Linked DNA regions of Bos taurus: region 1 is linked to region 2. Evidence: chromatin contacts called from public Hi-C data. All regions are on one chromosome and are shown on one strand. The core of a region is the stretch at or near the end of the contact, and the rest is flanking DNA. Distances in the headings are between cores, read along the strand shown.

Region 1 (6,562 bases), core at 3,564-6,063, 35 kb before region 2:
TACATTCCCTGACTGTCCTGGATAGCCCCACAGTCAGAAGATCAAGGTTCCCAGGGCTGATAGCACAGAGCTGTCTAGTACTAGAGTGTTGTCCCAGCAACCAGGCAAGGGTCCCTCTTGTGTGATCTGGGGGTCAGAGGAGATGTGCGATCATCTCTTTCCCGTTGCCACCTGAACAAAGACCCAGGGCCTTCCTCACAGTCATCTTTACAGAGGTCTTGGGCCCCAAGACTGAGGAGGGAGCAAGGCCCAGGCCCCTGACCCACTCAGCAGTCACCCCTCTGTCTCTCCACAGACCCAGTGGCACGGCCTTCCCTCCAAGTCAGCAACACCACAGTCCCAGAACATGAGGGCCCCGTGGTCCTGACCTGCCTCACAGATGAGACTGGGGTCTCCATACGCTGGCTCTTCAAAGGCCAGAGTCTCCTCCTTGCAGACAGGATGACACTGTCCTCAGACAGCAGCACCCTCACCATAGACCCCGTCAGCAGAGAGGACGCCGGGGGTTATCAGTGTGAGGTCTCCAACAGGGGCAACTCCAGCAGAAGTGGCCCCCTCAGGCTAAGGGTGACCTGTGAGTGACCACCATCGCCTCCTGTCTTAGTCGTTCAGTGGTGTCCGACTCTTTGTGACACCACGGACTTGAGCTCACTAGGCTACTCTGTCCATGGGATTTCCCAGGCAAGAATCCTGGAGTGGGTTGCCATTCGCTACTCCAGGGGAAGGTCCTGACCCAGGATCGATCCCGTGTCTGCTGCACTGCGGGCACTCTTCCCGGCTAAGCTTCCAGTGAAGCCCATTTTAATCTGGATAAACTTCTTTTATTAACTCCACCAACAATTAGCCTATCATCTCATTTCCTTCACTTCAAGCAATTGGAACATGTGCTGTCTCTCCCCTCCTCATCCCCTGATTTCTCCTGGCCCTCTGCTGTGAAGCCTCGTTGCCAAGACCGCTGGAAGCAGCACTAAAATCAGTACCTGGGACTTCCTGGGCAGTCCAGTGGTTAAGACTCCACCTTCCACTGCAGGGGTTGCTGTGACCTCCTCCAGGGGATCTTCCCCACCCAGGGACTGAATCCTGATTGGCAGGTGGGATCTTTACCACTGGTGCCTCCTAGGAAGCCCTGGTGAGTCATAAAGCCTAAATCTCCTTTTTCTTATGTGTACAGTGGTGTTTGTTATGCACTTTATAGAGCTTTGTGAATACGCGCTCCGATGAAGGTGGAATTTACAGCAGACATGTTCAGGCAGTAAGTGTCAGGATGTTAGTTCGCACTGTTGTGATTGCAGGCTTGCTGCCACACTCAACTCCAGGTCCCTCCACTTGGCTTTCTTAGTTGCACCATCGTCTCTACAGTGGAAGTGACACCGTTTCTTCACAGGATGGGCGGTGGTCATGTGTGGTGAGAGCTGGGGGCCTTGAGGACTGCACTTTGTCCAACATAAACTCCTATGACTGTGTGTTGTCTGTTGGTCGGTTAGGTCTCTGGTTTACAGTGTTCTCACGGTCTCTAGTTGTCACTGAAATCTCTCTGACTGCTGTGTCCATTATTGAAAGTGGGGTGTTGTAGTATCAGTGTTATGACCGAGCTATTTCTCCCCTTGATGCCGTCCATTTTTGATTCACAAATCTGGTGTTGTTGGGTGCATAATGCTTATAATTGTTCTATTTCCTTGATGGATGGAAACTTTTCTTGATATGCAAGGTCCTAATGTCTCTTGCAGGCTTTTTTGATTTAGAGATGATTATAGCAGACACTAATACAGCCACCACAATTCTCTTTTTATTGCTACTTGCATAGAATATCTTTTTCCAGCCTTACTTCAACCTTCTATGTTTTTGTATCTAAAGTGAGTCTCTTGAAGAGAGTATAGAGAGGGGTCATAATTTTTATCCATTCTGTCAACCTCTGCCTTTAATTTGAAGGTTGAGGCTATCTATCATTCAAATACTTCCCAATAAGAAAGAGCTTCTGCCATCTAGCTATTTGTTATATGTCTTACATGCTTTATTCATTAATTCCTCTATTACTTCCTCTTTGGTATTTAGATGATTTCCTTTCATATGTGTCATTTTGATTCTGTTCTTCCCCTTTCCAATGTCTTTCAGTTCTTTTCTTAGTTTCTAACTTGAAGATGACAGTTATATCTTAAACATATAACTATGGAGTTGAAATACCAACCAGATTCTATGATGTATATTACAAATGAGGTGCTCTGTGCATCTCCATCGCCTCCATATTACACACTTACTGTCCTATATTTCAGCCGTCCTTGTACAATATATGCCCGTTATATAGATTTATAAACATTGTCTCATGTAATATCTTTGAAATAAAAAACAAAAATGAGCAATTATATAAAAGACAATAATACCGGCTTAGATAAGATAGCTACCTATTGTGTAATTTGACCTCTCTTCTCTAGGTTGCCTGTGGCTCTGAGTTACCATGTAATGTTTGTTCAGTCATCTTAAAGGCTTCCTTTCACACTTCATATATGCTGTGTCTCCAGGGAATGAGTTCCCTCGACTGTTGTTTATCTGGAAAAGTCCTAATTTGAGCTTCATTGAAGGAGAGCTTCTCTGTACATTGCTTCGCCGGTTGACAGTCTTGCTTTTAGGACTTCAGTCGGTCATCCCAACGCCTTCTGATGTGGAATTCGCTTTTCACACTGTTGAAGATCTGCTGCACACGCTGAGTCACTCCTCTCTCGCTGCGTTTTACACTTCCTCTTTCCCTCGGTCTCTCAACAACTTGACTCTATTGTGTCACAATGTCTATATCTTGAGTTACCCCTTTTTGGAGTTCCTCAACCATCTCTAGTATGTGATCTCATCCACTTTTGGAGGTTTTAAACCATTCATTTTTATATATTTTTTTCATTGTTTTTCCCTCTCTCTTCTCCTTCAGGAACTGCCATCCTGCATATGTTTGTCCACCTGATGGAGTTCTGCATAATACTTTGCCTGGAGTCACTATTTGCCTTCTTTTTTTTTCCCTTTCTACTCCCCAGTCTAAATAACTTCTTTTTTTCTATCTTCGTGTTCATGGATGCTTTCTTCTACCTGCTCAGACGTGCTGAGGAATCGCCCTTCTAAGTTATTGTTTTCACTTCTTATTCTTCAGCTCCAGATTTTCTTCAACCCTGTTTAAATAATTTAACAATGAGGAAGAACACATCGTTCTTGAGAAGCAGGTGCTCCTCAGACCTGACCAATGTGGAGACAGCCATCCCCTCACACTGTGGACTCCAGTGCTTTAGACATGGACACTGATTATGTGGCTACTGGGTCAATCTCAGACAAGCACACTAGGAGCAGAAAACCACAAAGAGAGGAGGCTAGTTGTGGACCCTGAGAAGGAAGGCTCATCCCACGGAGCTCTCAGATGGCATCAATCAAGGAACTGGACTTCTCCTCAAGTTTGACGTACTCCCTTCCCTCTCTAGGGGCTTCTCATGTGGGGCTAGTGGTAAAGAACCTGCCTGCCAGTGCCAATGCAGGAGACAAAGGGATGCAGGTTTGATCCCTGGAGGACAGGAAGATCCCTTGGAGGAGGAAATGGCAACCCACTCCAGTATTTTTGCCTTGAGAATTCCATGGACAGAGGAGGCAATCCCAATGAACTGGAACCACAGACAAAGGTCACGCTCTTTGGTAGTCAATCCCTCCCTCTTCGAAATCCCACGAGCCTTCCAATCTGGGTGCAAACAGACCAAGTGATATGGGGACAAGCATCCAATGGTCGGTGAATCAATGAGCAGAATTTACGGCTCACTGAGAAGGTGATGCTGTTCCAGACCAGCAAGAGTGTCAGGACAGAGGACGCGGGGTCCCATCAGTGTGGGGTCTCCTCCCAGTCAGAGTCTGCAGATGTGATGCCAGCTCCCCACTGAGCACTATAGTGACCTTCCACACCTCTCTTCCTGTGTAATTTCACTGGAAGTGGGTGTGTAATGAATGCAAATAATGAGGACATGGGTAGTCTCCTTTCGGAGCCTGTAGAACAATGTGTTTAATTAATTATGCAAAACTGAGCTAATTTTGTCATAGTTCGGTTATTGTGAGAATTGTTTGACTATAGGCAAGGCACTGGATCTTGTGCCTCCGTTTCCCCCTCTGTAAATCGGAGAAGAAGAGCTGGATCTTAGGGCTGCTGTGAGGTTGGTCACTAGGAAGGGAATGAGATTAAAATTCTCCCTGTAGGTAAAATTTTTACCACACAGAGTCGGCAGGCAAGAAGTGTTCACGGGGGATATTTTGGTTTTCAGCGTTGTGGGTTTTGGCTGTAGAGTCAAACAACTCGGTTACATTTCTGTTTCACCTGGTCCTAGCTCTGGGGCCTCCATTCCTTTATTGAAGAACTGTGTGTCTCAAATCTATGTATGCACAGCGGGGATGAAAACCCCTCCCTCGTGGGGATGGAAAGATGAGAAAAAATGGGTGTAAATGATTTCCCACTGTGCCAGTCGCACAGGAGTACCTGGAAACAGTTCATTAATATTATTACTACTAATTAATGTTGGGTGGACTGGAGAGGAACTACCCTCTAAGACCGACAGTTGTGATGGAAACAAAAAATCAGAGGGAGGGGGCATAATGTGAGAAGAAAAGAGTCCTTCAAAGGAAAATGAACAGGACATGGAGATGGCTACAGTGAGAGAATGGAGAGCTAGAGCAAGTCCAAGGTTTCAAATCTGACGAAGAGGGAAATGACACAGCCTCGTGCAGTGGGAGGGTCAGGAGGACACTGTGATGACAACACACGCAACCACACAGGCCTCAGAGCATTTCCTTCCTCCTAACCAGGCCCTCTCCCTGTAAGACTCCTCTTGGTATTGCCTCCAGTGAACTCGGACCCCGTTTCCCCTCTCTTTCTCTTCTGCTTTCAGGGCGAAAAAACGCCCAAGCCCTCAGTGTGGGGGCCATTACTGGCATCGTGATTGGGGTCCTGCTTGTGCTGACGCTGCTGGCTGTCCTGGGGTGTTTCATTTTCCTTCACAGGTACAGTGGCATTCCCAGATGCTGCCCCCACCCCCAGGTTGACCCTAGTCCTAGAGGAAGGACACCCCATCCTCCAATTTCCGGCCTGGATCTCCAGGACCCCCCCACTTCCCCACGGGTATTCTCTCTCTTTCTCCAGTTCCTGCCTCACTAGATATTGACCTCTGGCAACTTCCTTAACACCGTCCTAGTTTATTTTGTTATTTAGTCACGAAGTTGTATCCATCTCCTTTGCCACTCCATGACCTCCTCTGTCCATGGAATTTCTAGGCAAGAATACTAGAGTGGGTTGCCATTTCCTTCCCCAGGGTATCTTCCTGGCCCAGGGATTGAACCTGTGTCCCATGCATTGGCAGGTAGATTCTTTACCTCTGAGCCACCAGGGAAGGCCCATCTATCAGTTAACACAATTAAGACACCTCCTTGTCCTCGTTCCCTATATGTAGGCTGGCAGGTAGTAAGTACTCAGAAAAAGGTATCTCTTCCTGTATATTTAAATCCAGCTACTCTGATGAGGGGCAGTCACAGGGCCAGGATCTGAGGGTCGTCTTCGCCAAGTCCACACTTGGCCAGAGAGTGGAAGTTTGGACAGGCCAGGTGGGGTCAAATGCCCCCACGTGGCAGATACATTAACAACACCCCTGATGCATGAGACAGAACATCGTGCCAGGTCCGCAGGTGGTGGGATGTCTTTACACTTAAGGTCCAGGTAGATGGAGACAGAGGACAAGGCCACTGTCACATTTCAGCAGCTCCTGGGTGAGGGCGGGTGGCCACAGCAGCGACACTGCCCTCAGTGAGATCCCAGAGTCACTGGCTGACCGCTTTCCTCCCCATGCACTGGCCCTGCTCTCTCCATAAGCGTGACGAATCCACTCAGACAAAGCTTTGGATGGATGGACGCCTTTCCCAGAGCCATGGTCCCTTCAGTGGCCACTTTCTCCTGAACCCTATTAGCCTATGGTCCTGCCCCTCTGGACTCAGGGCAGATATGGCTTCTTAAGGACTTTCCTCAGTGTCCTTACTGGGCCCTCCCCTCCGAAGCAGCCTTGGTGGAGAAAGGAGGTGTCCAGCCCCTGCTTGGACATTCAGATCCTCCTGTCCCGTGTTCTGACTCCAGAGCCTTGACCTCCGTCTACACTCCTCACAAATATGCCTGTTTTTCTTTCCTAACCCCAGCTGCGTGCACAACAGAGGGAACTGGCCCCCAGCGTCCACCTCAGGTGAGTGTCTGTTCAGCCCAGGACAGCGGGGAGCCCCGGTCAGGCCCTGCCATGTCTGTTCCTGCCTGCTACCCCCAGGGTCTCTGGCCCTTTGGGGCTTAAGCACAGGGATCCCGATTGGCTAGTCTGCTTTTCCTATGGGTTATCATCCTGGGAGGCTTCCTCGCCCTCACTGGGGCCTGAAATCGCCAGAGGTTCTCTCCCTTGGTGGGGATCGTTCTCCCATGGTTCTCCAGAAGGTGGACATCCAACCTCTCCTAGGAGAATGGGCTAAGCTTCCTCACATGCTCAGTGGTAACTCTTGTCTCCTCCCAGGAGGTGGTCCCTCTGGC
Region 2 (7,104 bases), core at 4,042-6,541:
GGGCTAGTGAGCACAGACAGGTGGTTGTGAGTCTGCAGGGCTAGTGAGCACAGACAGGTGGTTGTGAGTCTGCAGGGCTAGTGAGCACAGACAGGTGGTTGTGAGTCTGCAGGGCTAGTGACCACAGAGCCGATGGTTGTGTGTCTGTAAATTCAAAAAGGATGACGTACATCACTTGTTTATTTACCCACAGGCAAATACGGAAACTTCATGTGTGCGGTGGCCATGATGAACCAGTGTCTACGTACAAGTTAAGCATTGTTTAGAGGACTTTTCTGATGGCTCAGTGGATAGGAATCTGCCTGCCAAAGCACAGGACATGGGTTTGATCCCTTACCCCCACTTTTGCTGTGAAACTGAAGCAACTATAAAAAATAACCTTTAAGACAACTGAACCACCCTGGCGCCAACCCTGCTCATGCTCAAGGAAGATGGAGATTCACCTTTGAAACTTCAAATATCAAAAGGTAAAAAGAAATAAAAACAATCTAATAAATTAGAATACAAAAGAGGCCATTAGATCCAAATAATTCAGTTACTACAATCATCTACAGGGTGACAGGGACACTGAGTCCAGAGCTAGCGTGCTTGATCCCTGGGTCCCTTTTGCTGAAAGAATCTCTGATCAGGGGCCTATGGAGACGCCCCACCTTCCTTCCCACCGTGAAGACCAGGTCTCCTGATGGGGGCAGAGACAGAGAAGGCGGGAAGATGAGGTTCAGAATCACTGCACCACCCCTGGTCTTCCAATTCCACCTGGCCCTGCCCCCTGTGGAAGACACTAATGGGACACAGGAGAAAAGGAAATGCAGCCTTTTCATGTCCACATGGACCCTCTGGCACAGGCAGGACACACAGACGTTTCCTCACCCTCCTCCTACTTACAGATGCTCCAGTCCTGCCCAAGGACTGAGAATGTTGCATCTGGATCCTCTTCTACAGAGAGAAATTGGCCTGGTATCAACACAAATCTCACCTGGATGAAATCTTGGAGTGGGGTATATAAGAGAAGATCTTGGATGAGAGACATTGGAAATTCAGAGTGGGACATGATTGAGCATAAATGATATGTAGTGTTGAAAGGGTTACTCGCTAGGTCGTATACGATCCTTTGCGACCTCATGTCTGTAGCCTGCCAGCACCTCTGTCCCTGGGATTTGTAAAATGATATGTAAACACTTGACATATGCCGAGTTGTCTTAGGAGAAAACCTACTTGTGGTACTTTCCCTTCGACGCTCCCCTCCGTGGCCACCAGAGGGAAGCAGAGCTCCTCCATAGTCTGGAGCCTCCACAGGGCTGCCCACCTCCTTCCCACTTAGCTCCCACCGCCCAGCAGCCTCTGACCCTCAGCAACCTACTCCTTCCACAGTCCTCCCCACTCTCCCAGTTCCCCACACTGGACTCTGTCAGCCGTTCCTCCCAGCCGGGCCCATCTGAAGGCCAGACTCCCCTAGGTAGTTCTGCCCTCTGAGCCCCATCCTTCTCTGCTCACCCTTCACATCTCAGTCAAAAGATCACTTTCTCAGGGGGTGCCTCCCATGACACCCAGTCCAGCTGAGATTCCATGACAGATTCCAGATGCACCAGACCCTTCCCTTTCAGTCTATCCCTCCATCATAATTAGCTCCTTATTTCCAGGATGTTCTCTGAGTGTCTGTCTCCTTGTCACAAGGTCAGGTGTGTGAGCCCAGAGTCCAAATCTATCTTATTCTCTTGAGTCCAGGACACAACCCAGGGCTGACATGTCACACATGCTCAATAAATACTCTTTATTTTGGGGGGGCTCCAAAATCACTGCAGATGATGATTGCAGCCATGAAATTAAAATTGCTTACTCCTTGGAAGGAAACTTATGGCCAACTTGGACAGCAAATTAAAAAGCAGAGACATTACTTTGTCTGCAAAGGTCTATCTAGTCAAGGCTATGGTTTTTCCAGTGGTCATGTATGGATGTGAGAGTTGAACTATGAAGAAAGCTGAGCACCGAAGAATTGATGCTTTTGAACTGTGGTGTTGGAGAAGACTCTTGAGAGTCTCTTGGACTGCAAGGAGATCCAACCAGTCCATCCTAAAGGAGATCAGTCCTGGATGTTCATTGGAAGGACTGATGTTGAAGCTGAAACTCCAATACTTTGGCCACCTGAAGTGAAGAGCTGACTGATTTGAAAAGACCCTAATGCTGGGAAAGATTGAGGGCAGGAGGAGAAGGGGACAACAGAGGATGAAATGGTTGGATGGCATCACCAACTCAATGGAGATTTCGGTAAACTCAGGAAGTTGGTGATGGACAGGGAAGTCTGGTGTGCTGCGGTTCATGGGGTTGCAAAGAGTCTGACACAACTGAGCGACTGAACTGAACTGAACTGAAATAGATAAGGGAATCTGCATAACAGAAGCCACCCCCACACCCCACCCATGTGACACCGAGGGGTCAGAGAATATTCCTTGTGGACACAGGGGCTCTGGCATCACAGTGGGAGGAAACCTGCAAGTGCCCACAGCTGCTCCAGGACGGGACTTTATTCATCCTGGAGTCAGGAGTGAGGACAGGGGCCTCTTAAGTGTGAGGAGTCAGACCTCTGCTCATTCCCAGATATTCACACCCCCTCCCATCTCTACTCAGGAAAATCTGGTAGTCTCCCTGGAGGGCCTGAACTGGCAGCTTGAGTCCTTCTCCTTCTCTCTGAGAGCTGACCTGGCTGACTTCCAATCCTCCATCCCAAGGGAGTGCCCACAGGGGAGGGGGAAGCCCCAGCGTGAACTCGCGGGAATCGGGGAGCAGCTCCTCATCCCAAGGTCCATGATCTGTGGGGACACCTGGGTCTGGTCCCTGGAGACATCTCAGCCCCTCCCTCCAAAGGTGTCCTGGGAAACGAGGGGAACTTCTGGAGCAGAGGGAAGAGGGGAACACAGTTCTGCAGTTGCTCCATCTCAGAGGGGTTGAGGTCCCAAGGGGGTCTCCCCTCCCCTGCCAGAGTCTCCACTTGGAGCTGCCTCAGGTCCTGGCACTGTGGAGAGGCTGAGAGCAGACCACTGATGGGGCACAGAGAACTAGGATGCGGGCCCAGTGCCGTGAGGTGGTCCAGCCCACAGGCCACCACCCTCTGTCCAAAGCCCCAGACACCCCCAGCTGGCCCCTCCTTTGAAGCCTCGGGTACTGAGAGCTCCTCCTGAGCACACGTCCACCTGGATGGATGGTTCTCTCCTGCCACTGAACAATGCCCATCCTCTCCCTGGGCTCACCCTTCACTAGGATGAGGTCAGGAAGCCTGGGGACCCACAGTGACCTGGACCCCAGCAGACAGCCCCTCAGTCTGGAGCCCACCTCTGCCCAGGGTGCAGAGCAGTCTCACACCCTTTAGCGTTTGCATCCCTGTGCAGCCCATTACATTGTCCCCAGGTCTGCTCATGACCTCCAGGGGGCGATATGGGGCCACACAGACAACACGAAATTAACAGGTGAACTTTCTTGGGCTAAGAAGGTGAAGGAGCCTGATTTCTATCCCTCCCTCTAAACAGCAGACTCCAGTCTTAATGGCACCAGGGACTGGTTTCATGCACAATAATTGCGGAGCAATGGAGGTGGTTTGGGGATAATACAAATGCATTACAATTATTGTGCATTTATTCAGTTCAGTTCAGTTCAGTCGTTCAGTCGTGTCCAACTCTTTGCAACCCCATGAATTGCAGCACGCCAGGCCTTCCTGTCCATCACCAACTCCCGGAGTTCACTCAGACTCACGTCCATCGAGTCGGTGATGCCATCCAGCAATTTCATCCTCTGTCGTCCCCTTCTCCTCCTGCCCCCAATCCCTCCCAGCATCAGAGTCTTTTCCAATGAGTCAACTCTTCACACGAGGTGGCCAAAGTACTGGAGTTTCAGTTTCAGCATCATTCCTTCCAAAGAAATCCCAGGGCTGATCTCCTTCAGAATGGACTGGTTGGATCTCCTTGCAGTCCAAGGGACTCTCAAGAGTCTTCTCCAACACCACAGTTCAAAAGTATCAATTCTTCGGCGCTCAGCATTCTTCATAGTCCAACTCTCACATCCAAACATGACCACTGGAAAAACCATAGCCTTTTCACCTCAGGTCATCAGGCGTTAGACCCCAGGGGACCCCTCCTCTAACAACCCTCAGAGCCCCTCCTGTGGGCCCACACTACACTGCCCAACCTTCTAGGGGCCTATGGGCACCCATGCCAGCTCCCATCCCTGCCTGCAGCCACCCATGGGAAAGATCACAGTGACCACAGAAAAATCAGCCAGGGTGAGAGAGGAGGCCCTATAATGGCAAGGAGGACCTGAATAGTTTCTGAACCAAGGCTCAGGCAAGGAGAGGGAGAGTCTCCCGCAACTTGACCCGAGGACCAGGGAGCCCAGAGTCAGCCCACCCCTCAGCACCAGGTTCCTCTCTTCCCAGGACACACAGGAAACCTTTCCCTTCTCACCTGCAAACTGCAGCTCCTCCTGACACCCGGTTCTGGGTGTCTGTCCCTGAAATCAGACGCCAGGCTGGTGACACTCGAAAGTGGAGGTCAGGTCCCATCGCTCATCTGACTCCTTTCTCTCCTCCAGAGTCAGTGTGACCTTCCAGCGGGAAGTAAATGCAATCTTCTCAGGTATTTGATAACAGGAAGACCCTGGGCATCCAGCTGGGTTTCTGGGTCACAGGAACAATTACCACCAAAATTTGGAAGCCCCTGGATCTGTGCATTTTGCTGAGAGACCTCAGACCAAAACACAGCAGAGGCCAACACTGGGGTGGGTGGGGCAATCTAACCGGTGTTCTGGGGTCTCAGTCAGGCTGGGCGAGCGTGTGATCTGGCGGCTGCTGAAACAGCATTTCTAAGATGACACCTGGGGGTTCGCAGTCTTCATAAAGCTCCACAGGTGATTCCCACGCACCTTGGGGATGACGTACCTGTGACAAGCATTCCTTATGCACCCCCCACCCCCAAGCTCCTCCTCTGAAGGGAAAAGCCAGAAAGGGATGACAGAGGGCTGTTGGGGAGGTTGAGTGTGCATCTGATCCAGAGCAGTGGGGACCCCGGACCCAGACACCCCAAGGTTGTGCTTTTCCAGACAAGAGTCTGTGTGTGTGTGTGCGTGTGTGTGTATAGGTAGGTGTGTGTATGTAGGTGTCTGTGTGTAGCTGTGTGTGTATGTATGTGTGTGTAGGGGTGTGTGTGTGTAGGTGTGTGTAGATGTGTGTGTTTGTGTGTGTGTGTGTGTGTGTAGGTGGAGAATCACTGCTGTAGAAGGCAGGGGACTCAACAGAGTTCAGGGAATAGAAATACAGACTGAGGGGGAAAGGGGAGGGGGGCCACTAGGGAGGGAAGGAGGAGAGGGGAGGCAGAGGGCGGGGCCTGGGCAGAGACCCCGCCCCCGGGCCACGTGACCCAGTGAAGTGCTCCTGCCCCCGGAGGAGGCCCAGCACACAGAAGAACAGCAGAGCTCACAAAACGACTGCAGTGCTTCTGAGCGTTTCTGGACCAGAAGTTCTCCTCACAGAGAGGGACATAGCAGACAGCAGGCGCCATGGAGCCCCCGTCAGGCCCTGCAAGCAGGAGGCATGTCCCCTGGAACAGGCTCCTCCTGGCAGGTGAGAGGGGACAATTTTCAGGGAGTGGGCAGAGAGTGGAGAACAAGAGACTGGCTGGTGTCTGGGGGAGACAGGGCTCTGAGAGGGGATAGAGGGCTTCTCTTCAGACCTGAGGGCAGAGGACAGGGGAGCAGGGGAGGGTGGCGGGTTCAGCCACAGGAGACTCTCCATGAGCTAGAGCTGGTGAGGGGCGGGAAGACTCAACTGCTGTAGGTTTTATGAGTAATTCTTCACTGAGCAGTAATTGTTGAAAACTGATGACGATAATAACAATGTGTTGTGTCACTACAGAAAAAGACATAACCAGGACAGTAATCATTGTCCTAACCCGGCACCCTTAGAAACTGACAAACAAATAAAAACCAGGCTGTGGAATTCCTGGGAACTCTCCTTCCTTCATCCCGAGGTACTAAGGTCTGGAGCCTGGTCCTGGCCCTGGGTTTCAAGCAGGATCAGACAAGCCACTGCCCTCATGGAGCCCACGCTCTGTGGGGAGGAAGACAGACAAGCAGAGAGATCAAGAGTGTGCTGGCAGGTGCTACAGGCGTCACGCAGGAAAGGGAGCAGGGAAGGGTCAGCAAGTGAGCACGGAAGGTCTTTACAGCAGCTGGTCAGGGGGAGGGGCATCTCCCAAGAGGCCCTGAGTGTGAGCAGGCATGTAAGGGCAGTGAGGGAGTGAGCCAGGGGACAGCTGGGAAAACAGGAAAAAACGAGCCCAGAGGAGCTGAAGTGATGGGGGTCATGCTGCTGACCTTGAACCAGGAGGACACACACACATACACACACACACATACACACACACACACACACACACACACTTACACACACACAAACACACGCACACACATACACTCACACACTAAGGCTGAGGGATGAAGAGACCTGCTCAGGACCCAGGGCAGCATTTTCCCATCCCCCACACAGGTCACAATATTAACTGATTTCTCTCTCTTCCCTCCTAGTCTCCCTCTTAACTTTCTGGACCCCGCCCACCACTGCCCAGCTCACTATTGAAACGGTGCCCCCCCTTGCTGCAGAAGGGTCGGATGTTCTTCTACTTGCCCACAACGTGACAGAGAATCCTCTAGGCTATGCCTGGCACAGAGGAGACAGGATAGACAACAGCCAGCTAATTGCATCATATAGAATAGACACTAATGTAACTACCAAAGGGCCTGCACACAGCGGACAGGAGACACTGTACCCCAACGGAACCCTGCTGATCCAGAGCGTCACCCAGAAAGACACAGGATCCTACACGCTGCTCCTTACAAAGGATGATTTACAGACAGAAGGACAAACTGGACATCTCTGCATATATAGTGAGTGCTTCCTCTCTGACCTTGGCGTATTGGGTGGGAAAGTGAAAGTGAAAGTTGCTCAGTCGTGTCCGACTCTTTGTGACTCCATGGACTACACAGTCCATGGAATTCTCCAGACCAGAATACTGGAGTGGGTAGCCTTTCACTTCTCCAGCGGATCTTCCCAACCCAGGAATC

The links. Hi-C and Micro-C count contacts between places; a contact is called where the count stands out from the background.
Region 1: a Hi-C map of blood shows a contact between it and region 2, with 4 times the contacts expected there. The contact joins the enhancer-like site here to the promoter of LOC112442324 in region 2. A contact is called at or near these places in 2 of 11 Hi-C or Micro-C datasets (blood and liver).

Annotation. Positions count from the first base shown.
Region 1 is chr18:51,439,497-51,446,058 of ARS-UCD2.0, reverse strand. It overlaps LOC100336941, which reads left to right. Exons shown (of 17, transcript XM_024979129.2): 4 at 296-574; 5 at 6,130-6,230; 6 at 6,546-6,562. Among named protein-coding and RNA genes, the nearest start is that of CXCL17, 64 kb to the left of the region's middle. Within about 2 kb of position 4,813, at least 6 of the 102 cell types and tissues checked have an H3K27ac peak or open chromatin away from gene starts, as enhancers often do. A contact at or near this core is called in blood, where this site is marked.
Region 2 is chr18:51,404,756-51,411,859 of ARS-UCD2.0, reverse strand. LOC112442324 (carcinoembryonic antigen-related cell adhesion molecule 4) reads left to right here and starts at 5,291. Exons shown (of 8, transcript XM_059877564.1): 1 at 5,291-5,605; 2 at 6,568-6,927. The coding sequence starts at 5,542.